Regions from separate parts of the Oryctolagus cuniculus genome. Here region 1 is linked to region 2. A link is a contact called in public Micro-C data. All regions are on one chromosome and are shown on one strand. The core of a region is the stretch at or near the end of the contact, and the rest is flanking DNA. Distances in the headings are between cores, read along the strand shown. Region 1 has its middle 81 kb from the start of BCL9. Region 2 has its middle 15 kb from the start of BCL9.

Region 1 (3,800 bases), core at 344-2,843, 66 kb after region 2:
TCTCAAGATGTCACTTTAAAACGCAAAAGGTTTTATCCACAAAACCACCAGCGAGTAAACAGTCTTCACATTCTTACCCTCACACACACACATACCGTAAGATATTTACTCTCTGATAAACAGCAATTGTAAATAAATCTCTTTTAATCTCGCCAAGCCACAATAAGAATCTTTAGCCTCCAAGGTAGAGTTTACAGCTGTGTGTGGTTGCCCTGCCAGCACCACACAACACTAGGGCTGGGGCAAACTACTCTCCAGAAGGCACATTTTGCCTCCCAAGCATCTCACGATGACCTTCTTTTTACAAAAAGATGTACTAGGGAGGAGGAGAGGGGAAAACCCGACCCCTCCCACCCCATTCTCCGTCCAAATCGGCCAATAAATCTAACGAAAAGATACAAGAGAACAGGACAGAAGCCAACAGGTGGAAAAAGGCTTTTTGTTTCCTTAGAAATGCTCATCACTTGATCTGTGCTCCCGGCTCTCCTCGACTCAGGGCGTCTTTAATGCCGGTTTATTACCGCGAGGATGATGATCGAGAATAATGATCACACTTCTACTTGGTGATTCCACAGCCTCTCTAGCTTGAAGATTTCTCCACGCGTGTTAGCCACAGCGCTCAGCTCTGGTCGCTAGATCCCAGGGAGACGTGCAACGGCATCCCCAGTCAGCTCTCGGACGGTTTCCCGGACGGGGAAACTGAGGCAGGGGCACCCCACAACTCCGTGACAGTGCCTCCGAGCGCAGGAATCCCCGAGGCGGGGAAAGTTTCTGCCTCGTCTCGCGGCAGAGTTCTCTGGCTCTCCCTGCTCGCCGGCCATGCCGCTGCGCCCCCGCCGAGTCTGGGCTCGGGTGACAGGGCTCGGGCTGGAGCTGCCCTCGGCGGGGGGCGAGTCCACGCGCCCACAGACCCACGGGCACACTCGCTCGCACACACAAAGCTCGGCGCAGTCCCTGCGGCCGCTCGCTCGGCAGAGCCCCCGCAGCCCTGGCTCGGCCCGAGAATGCCCCGCTCGCCCGCGGCTCGCCGGGCCTCCAGCGAACCGCGGCTCTGCCCTTCTCTCCCTCTCTTCCACGCTGCTCGCTCGCGCGCGCGCTCTCTCTCTGTCTCTCCCTCCCACCCTCCACCCCCACACCCTCCTCCCACCCCTCTCCATCCACCCCTTCTCCCCCACCAACCCAGAGGCACACAATCGTGTTCCTGGGGTTCCCTCGAAAGAGGGGCCACCCCAGCCCCGAGCGCCTAGAAAGACTTCCAGGGCCAGCGCAGGAGCTGCAATCGCAGGACCCCAGCGCGCCTCCTGAGCAGCGCAGGAATGAGACCCCCACTTCCAGGCACCGGCGAACGAGCCTGCCGCCGAAGGAGGAATTGTTAGGGCGCTTACCTTTTTTATGAGGAGAAATTCTGGAGAATCATTTCAGAAACTGAGGGGGGAAAGTGAATGAAGACAAAAAAGACCCTTTTCCTGCAATCCCTGGCCTCCTGGTATCAAGACACCAGGACAACATCAAAGCAACTTAGGGGGAACACTTTAGGGGCCTATTGTCTGCTCTGGTCTGATCTGTTTTTCTTCTGCCTCCCCCTCTTGCTGCGGTGACACTTGGTACGGCCCAGGCATTCATGCCAAGTAGCTTTCACACATGGAAGCTTGTCTCAAGCAATTGCTGACAAGCCACAAACAAGACATTCTCCCTCCCTTCTCCGCGCCCCCCCCACTCCCCCCTCCACCTTTTCCTCCTCCTCTCTTGTCTCCCCTCCTCCTTTCTTCTGAATGCAAACTAAAACTCTCCAGTGACAGGCAGGCTTGCAGGCTTGGCCTAGCTGCGCAGGCAGGCACACACACACACACACACACACACTCACTCACTCACACGCCAGCAGCTCAGCTAGTTGCTGCTGCACTGGTGGAGTTCAGAGACAGGAAAAGCCCAGCCTGAGTTGGGGGCAGGGAGAGAAAGAGAGGGAGCATGAGAGAGCGGAGAGCTGTCCTAGTAAAATGGCAGCGGAGAGGTGAGCCCTTTGGAACACGGCACACACGTGTGCGCACGGACAGACAGACAGACAGACTCGCAGGCCGTCTGAGCACCAGCGAGAGTGAGACGGAGGACCCGACAAAGGGGAAAACCAGGTCCCATCAGCCTGAGACTGGTGGAGAGTGGAGGTCCGCGTGGTGGTGGGTGGACCCAGCACTGGGCTGCCCATGGGATGGTCAGCTGGATTGTCATCTCCTTCCTTGTTCCCTAAGGCTCTGGGCTTCCTTCACTGCATAATGAAGCATAGGCCAGGCTACTAGTTAAAATAAAGCCACGAAATGTGTAACTTAAACTCAACTGTAGGTTCAACTTGTACCCAGGATATTTTTAAGTGCAGCATTTTTTTTTTTAAACACAAACCCTAGAGAGCAGTAGCAAGGAGAATAGTAACAAGTAGTGTAAACTATGAGAGCTGTGAAGTGTGATGCTGAAGTTACTGATTGCCAGGCGGCAGGAATTTATGGAGGGGTGGGCATGCGAGTTACGGTGGGGGGGAGGGTGAGTCTGTGAGCTGTTCTCCAGGAATGGGAGGGGGGTGAGGTAGGATAATGAATATGGCAAGAAGCAAGCAGGAATTTGATTGGTGTGGAGTGAGGAGGGTGGGGGGTTGGAAAAGGTGGGAGAAAGAGAGAAAGAGAGAGGGGGAGAGAGAAGCAACACTGCATCAAAAGAAGAAGAAATATGGACGGCCAGGCGTGGAAACATGTGGAATAAGTGGAATAGCAGAGGAAGGCCCAGAATCTGTGCATAGCTGCAGATGGCATGAGCTCAGGAGGAAGAGATCAGGAGGAAGAATGACAGGGGGACTGCAAGACAGTCGGATCTTTGTCATGTGTGGTGTCAGAGCGAGCCAGGTCTCCTCTGCCTGGGCCCCGAGTTAGCCCTGTGCTCCAGGGTCTGAACAGAATCGCAGCTTCTGACTGGTTCTAAACCAGATTTGGCTTTTTGCGCGAAGCTTGCTTCTCCCCTGTTCCTCTACAAAACAAAAATGAGGTGAACACACTCATACCTTCCTAGGCATGCGGTAAAGAAAAAAAACTATGGTTCTTTTAATACTTCCTAATAGCCGACTGGCCTGCTGTTCCCGAAAACTCATCTCATCCTTGTTCCTGTTACTCCTGTCTCTTGGTTGACTTCCCCATTGTCACTGATCCCTAGATCAGTCTGTGCCCCATTGCCATGAACAGCGGTGGTGATGATGATGGTAATAATCGCTCAGTACCCAGTATTTATGTGCTTCTCCGCATTTGTTCCAAGCCTGAGATGATTTCTAGTAAGAACACCTTCATTTACAGATGATGAACAATGAGGCACAGAGAGGTAGAGTAACTGGTCTGGGGTCACCCAGCACAGCAGAGTGAAGCTGAAAGCAAGATGAGCTCTGTGTGGTCCTGCCCTGAGTAGCCCAGGTTCCCGCGGCTCCCCAGGCCCAGTGGACTGAGGCCACCGTTTCTGCCCCCCAGGGCTGGTTTGGATCCTGCCCCTCTGAGCCAGGGGAACTTCTGACCTCCCTTACCAGGCTCCTGACTCACCCTCCACTTCTAAGAGGTGGTGACTCACTGTGCACAATGAGGCCTCCTAGGCAAAAATTGCACAAGGGGTCACCTTAACCTTTCATGACGATCTGCAGATTGCCAGGCAATGGAGAAAGGCAGCCAGGGCCAGGGCAGCTTCCCTTCCTTAAATACAAATGTGTACGTTACCAATAACAAAAGGGTTGCAAGCATCCACACAATGTTGATGATAATGACCGTGACAGCAGCTAA
Region 2 (3,962 bases), core at 620-3,119:
ACCACTCTCACAGGCCTCTGTTCCTCCCTCCCTTTGCTCTGGACACAAGAACCAAGCCCGCTGTTCTCCTGGGGACATCTCCATTTCACCAGGCTCACCCACTCACCAGTGACATCTTAATAGTCTCTCCAACTTTGAAAGGCCAGTGGCTAGGGCCCCACTTTGAAAATCACTGGTGTGTCCCCCGACCCTCACAATGACTCAGTGACCTAGACGCCGCCACTCACCTGCTGGAGCCCCTTACGACGGGCAATTCTCGGCGCTCACCTCCCCCCACCCTTCAACAAGTCACTGGCCTGCAAAGTCCCCTCCTATCTCCCTAGCAATCCCCGCCTGGGGTCTTGCGGACCCCACCAAACTCAATCCCAATTCCCTTATTGAGCTCTCCATCTCGCCCCTCCAACGCCCCGGCATCCCAGGACCTGGGACTGTCCCATCTCCTCATTTCACCTCTCCAAGCACTGCTTGGGACACAAACCTCAAACATCGAGAGACGCCCCCTCCCCCGTCTCTCCTCACCGCTCGCGAGGCGCCCCGACCTCCCCCCACAGGTTCCTCCAGACTCAACTCCCTAAATCTGCAACCGCGACCCCCGCCCCTGCCCTCCCCCCACGGCTCTCGGCGGCTGCGGCTGCCCCTGCCCCCAAACCCGCTCAAAACACGCGGACGCGGACCCGGCCCCCCCTACCCCCGGCTCCGCTCCTTCCCCTCCCCCTCCCCCAGGTGCCACTTACCCCGGAGCAGGAGTGGGGGAGGGGCGAGGAGGAGCAGAGTAGGGGAGGGGGCCTCGGTGCAGGGCGGCTCTCAGCCCCGGGGGGCCGGGGCCGGGGCCAGCGGCAGCGGCGGCGCAGCGTCTCCCCCCGGCGGCGGCGGCGGCGGCGGCGCCGTCCCACTCCCGCAGGCACACATAGGCTCCATTGTCCGCCGGCGCCTCCCCCTTTCCGGCTCCCCCCTCCCGGGCCCGCCCCTTCGCCCTCCCCTCGGCCCTCCCCCAGCCGCACCGCGCCACGAAAGGTACAGCGGCCCCGCCTCGGACGCGAGCGGAGCAGCGCCCCCTCCCCCCGGCCCCGACGTCCCGCCCGGCGGGGGAATGGGGCCCGCCCTCTCCCGCCTCAGCGCCCGGCCCCGCCGCCGGGAAGGGCCCGCCCCCCTCCGGGGAATGTCACCGCTCCCCCTCCCGGAACGCGCGCAATGGTACCAACCCGGCCGCTTCCTCCTCCCCCTCCCCCGCCTTCCCGGAGAGGCCCCGCCCCGCGCCCCGCCCCCAGGAGCCTCGCCTCCCGGCCCCGCCCCTCGCCCCGACAGTTACCAAGGGGCCGCCCACCGCGGCACCACCCCCTGGTTTGCATGGGCACGCCCTCCAGGTCGCCTCCCGGTTCGTCACCGGGCCAGAGGTGACGCCCACTGCCCACCTTAAAGCGGCAGAGCCCTCTTTCGCAGCTGAAAGAACCTCCCGGAGGGCGGGCGCTCCTTTCCCGCACCTCCTCCCCGCGCTCACTCACCCGGACCTCCCCGGCGCCGCCCGTCGCTCCGGAGCGGCCGAGGGGCTGGAGGAGGCGCCGAGGGGGAGGGCGGCGTGGGATTTGGCCATCTTTGACGGAAACGAGCTAGAGCTGCTGAAGGAGCCCGTCTTCCCCGCGCTCTTCCCTGCCTCCTAGGTCCCGGCCTCGGCCTCAGCCGTCGAGGCCACGCCGGGGTGCGAGTCCCCCTTGCGCCTCAGCATCGCCCTCCGTCCGCACTGCCTGTCCCGTGCCGGCTCGCGCCCCTCCACCCTCTGCGGAGCAGGTGGCCGCCAGGGCCCTGGGCACGCGGCGGCTGGGACAGCTCGCTGCGTCCCTGTCGGGCCGGCCGGGCGTCGCTCCCGCGTCCCCTGCGGGGACCTTCTTCCCGGCACCTCGAAGCGCTCCGCCACGTCGGGATCGCTCGCCAACCCCGACCTGGGAGCCGCCTGCTCCGGAAGACTCCACGCCCGGGGACCCGGCGCTGTGCCGGGAGAAGAGGCAGAGGGGCGCCCACGAGACTGCACTTTTTCTCAGCAGGGAAAGCGAGGGCATCGTGGTCGGCGCTCGCTACTGCGTGTTTTACCTGGGAGGCCGCGGCCACTCGTGACCGCAGACCTGTCGGCTCGCAGCCCTGCCCCAAACGCCGCTGTCATCTGTGCGTGTGTGTCTGTGCTGTGGAGTCTCGGGCTAAGCTGCCCGCGCATCCCTGTGCGCCGCCCCCGCGGCTCTTCTGACCGCCGGGGGCCGAATGCCAGGGTTAGAAGGTGCAGCGAATCATTGCCCCCAGGCCGACACGGGGAGGCGAGGAGAGGCACACTGGCTTCTCCCACCCAAGGTTTCAACCAAGACCCTCTGTGTCAGGGTCCCCATCTATAAAATAGGACACCTTCCTTGGGTCCGCCTGTTAGGGGACGGCGCCCGTTGTACACACAGGACGCTCCTCACAAGAGAGTCCTAAATGATGGCGCTCATGCACTGCTTCCCAAACCACTGAAAACTCTTGTAACGTGGTCACGGAAGTTTCTGAATCGTGGCTTTCCCACTCAGGGCCTCCGAAAAACTACCCAGATGTTTGCCTTTGTTTTCTTACAACCAAGGATATAGATGAAGGGGAACGTGGGAATACACGATGTTAATCCAAGAGCAATGGGAGAATCCTTAATAGGAAATCATGCAAATAACAATGATTTTGGCCCTAGAATGTTCGGCGTAACATAGCTAAGAACCTCTCTGCACGAAGACAGGAGGGAAAAGTCAGGAATGGATATAAGACACCAGGAATACACGAGAGACTCTGGGATGGCTCTTGCAGGTAGAAGAGGGACTGTAACAGATGGTACAGGATGTGCCTAAAAGAAGAAACACTGTGAAAATAAGCTGAGCTCTGGGCTTGAGGTGTTTCTGACCAGAATAGCAGCTCAGCAAAGCTTAAATAAAAACTCATTATAATAACAATAACACACGTGTAAAAAACTCCTAGCCATTTTCTTAGGCATTAAGCCCTCACATAACCATATGTGTCAAAATGTAAAATTACTCAATCAGAAGAAAAACCCAAATGAATATGAAGTGCACAACACTAGGGTAAAAGAGGAATAATTTTGAGAATTTCAGCATCCTATAAGTCAGGAGTCATAAAAGTTAGGGTCTCCATAGTAACCTTAATTTAGCTACATTGCATATGGGTTTAAAGCATTGTTTATTCTATTAAATGGTTTATCTTGAATTTTCACCCCTTCAGTTGTCTCACTTCCAGGCGTTTCCATCCCACTTGAGGAAGAATTCTATTTTGGCGTATGAGGATCTAACACTGTATATACAGATAATGACGAAATCATTTTAAAAGCATCCTATAAATAAAAGCTTCAAACTGTTTCTGCTACTCTAGAGAGTCTAAGGTAAGAAATCATATTTTTTACCCAAGTGGTACACTTGTTTTTAAAAATAAAGGCTTTTGACAGTAAAGAGACTTGGTTTTGACTGCCTTAGTTCCTGAAATTTGCTTCTCATAAGGGTGATAAGCACTCATTGCATTGTGAACGTGGAGAAATTCAGTTTGGCTTCTTGGTTCTTCAACTAAACATAGCATCTGTGTTATTTCTGTTTGCCTGCGGCCTTTTCCACCTGCAAACTCCACTTTGGAGTTGAGAGAACTAGTGCTTTTGTTTCCTCAGCTCTTGATAAACTTACCTTTCAATTTTTAGGGTTGGAAGGAACCCAGACCCGTTTCACAGAGGAGAATTTCCATGGTTTGCCAAGACTGTGCTCTTTCTTAGGGACTGGAATGCGAGTCCTGCACTGCCCGGCACTGTTCTAACTTCTCAGCGAGTGCTCATTCCCAACCATCTTTACTGCTGCAGAAGAGAACATGACGTTTTCCCTTAGGAAGGATGCCACTGAGAAAGGTTGAGCCCACTCAGCCAGCGGGCGTTAGAGCTGAGAGGCCCTAGTAGATTCTCA

The links. Hi-C and Micro-C count contacts between places; a contact is called where the count stands out from the background.
Region 1: a Micro-C map of ear pinna shows a contact between it and region 2, with 4 times the contacts expected there. The contact joins two enhancer-like sites. A contact is called at or near these places in 5 of 6 Hi-C or Micro-C datasets (ear pinna, embryonic fibroblasts, liver and 2 more).

The regions. Positions count from the first base shown.
Region 1 is chr7:49,681,223-49,685,022 of mOryCun1.1, forward strand. No RefSeq gene overlaps it. Among named protein-coding and RNA genes, the nearest start is that of BCL9, 81 kb to the left of the region's middle. Within about 2 kb of position 1,594, at least 7 of the 8 cell types and tissues checked have an H3K27ac peak or open chromatin away from gene starts, as enhancers often do. A contact at or near this core is called in ear pinna, where this site is marked.
Region 2 is chr7:49,615,037-49,618,998 of mOryCun1.1, forward strand. No RefSeq gene overlaps it. Among named protein-coding and RNA genes, the nearest start is that of BCL9, 15 kb to the left of the region's middle. Within about 2 kb of position 1,870, at least 6 of the 8 cell types and tissues checked have an H3K27ac peak or open chromatin away from gene starts, as enhancers often do. A contact at or near this core is called in ear pinna, where this site is marked.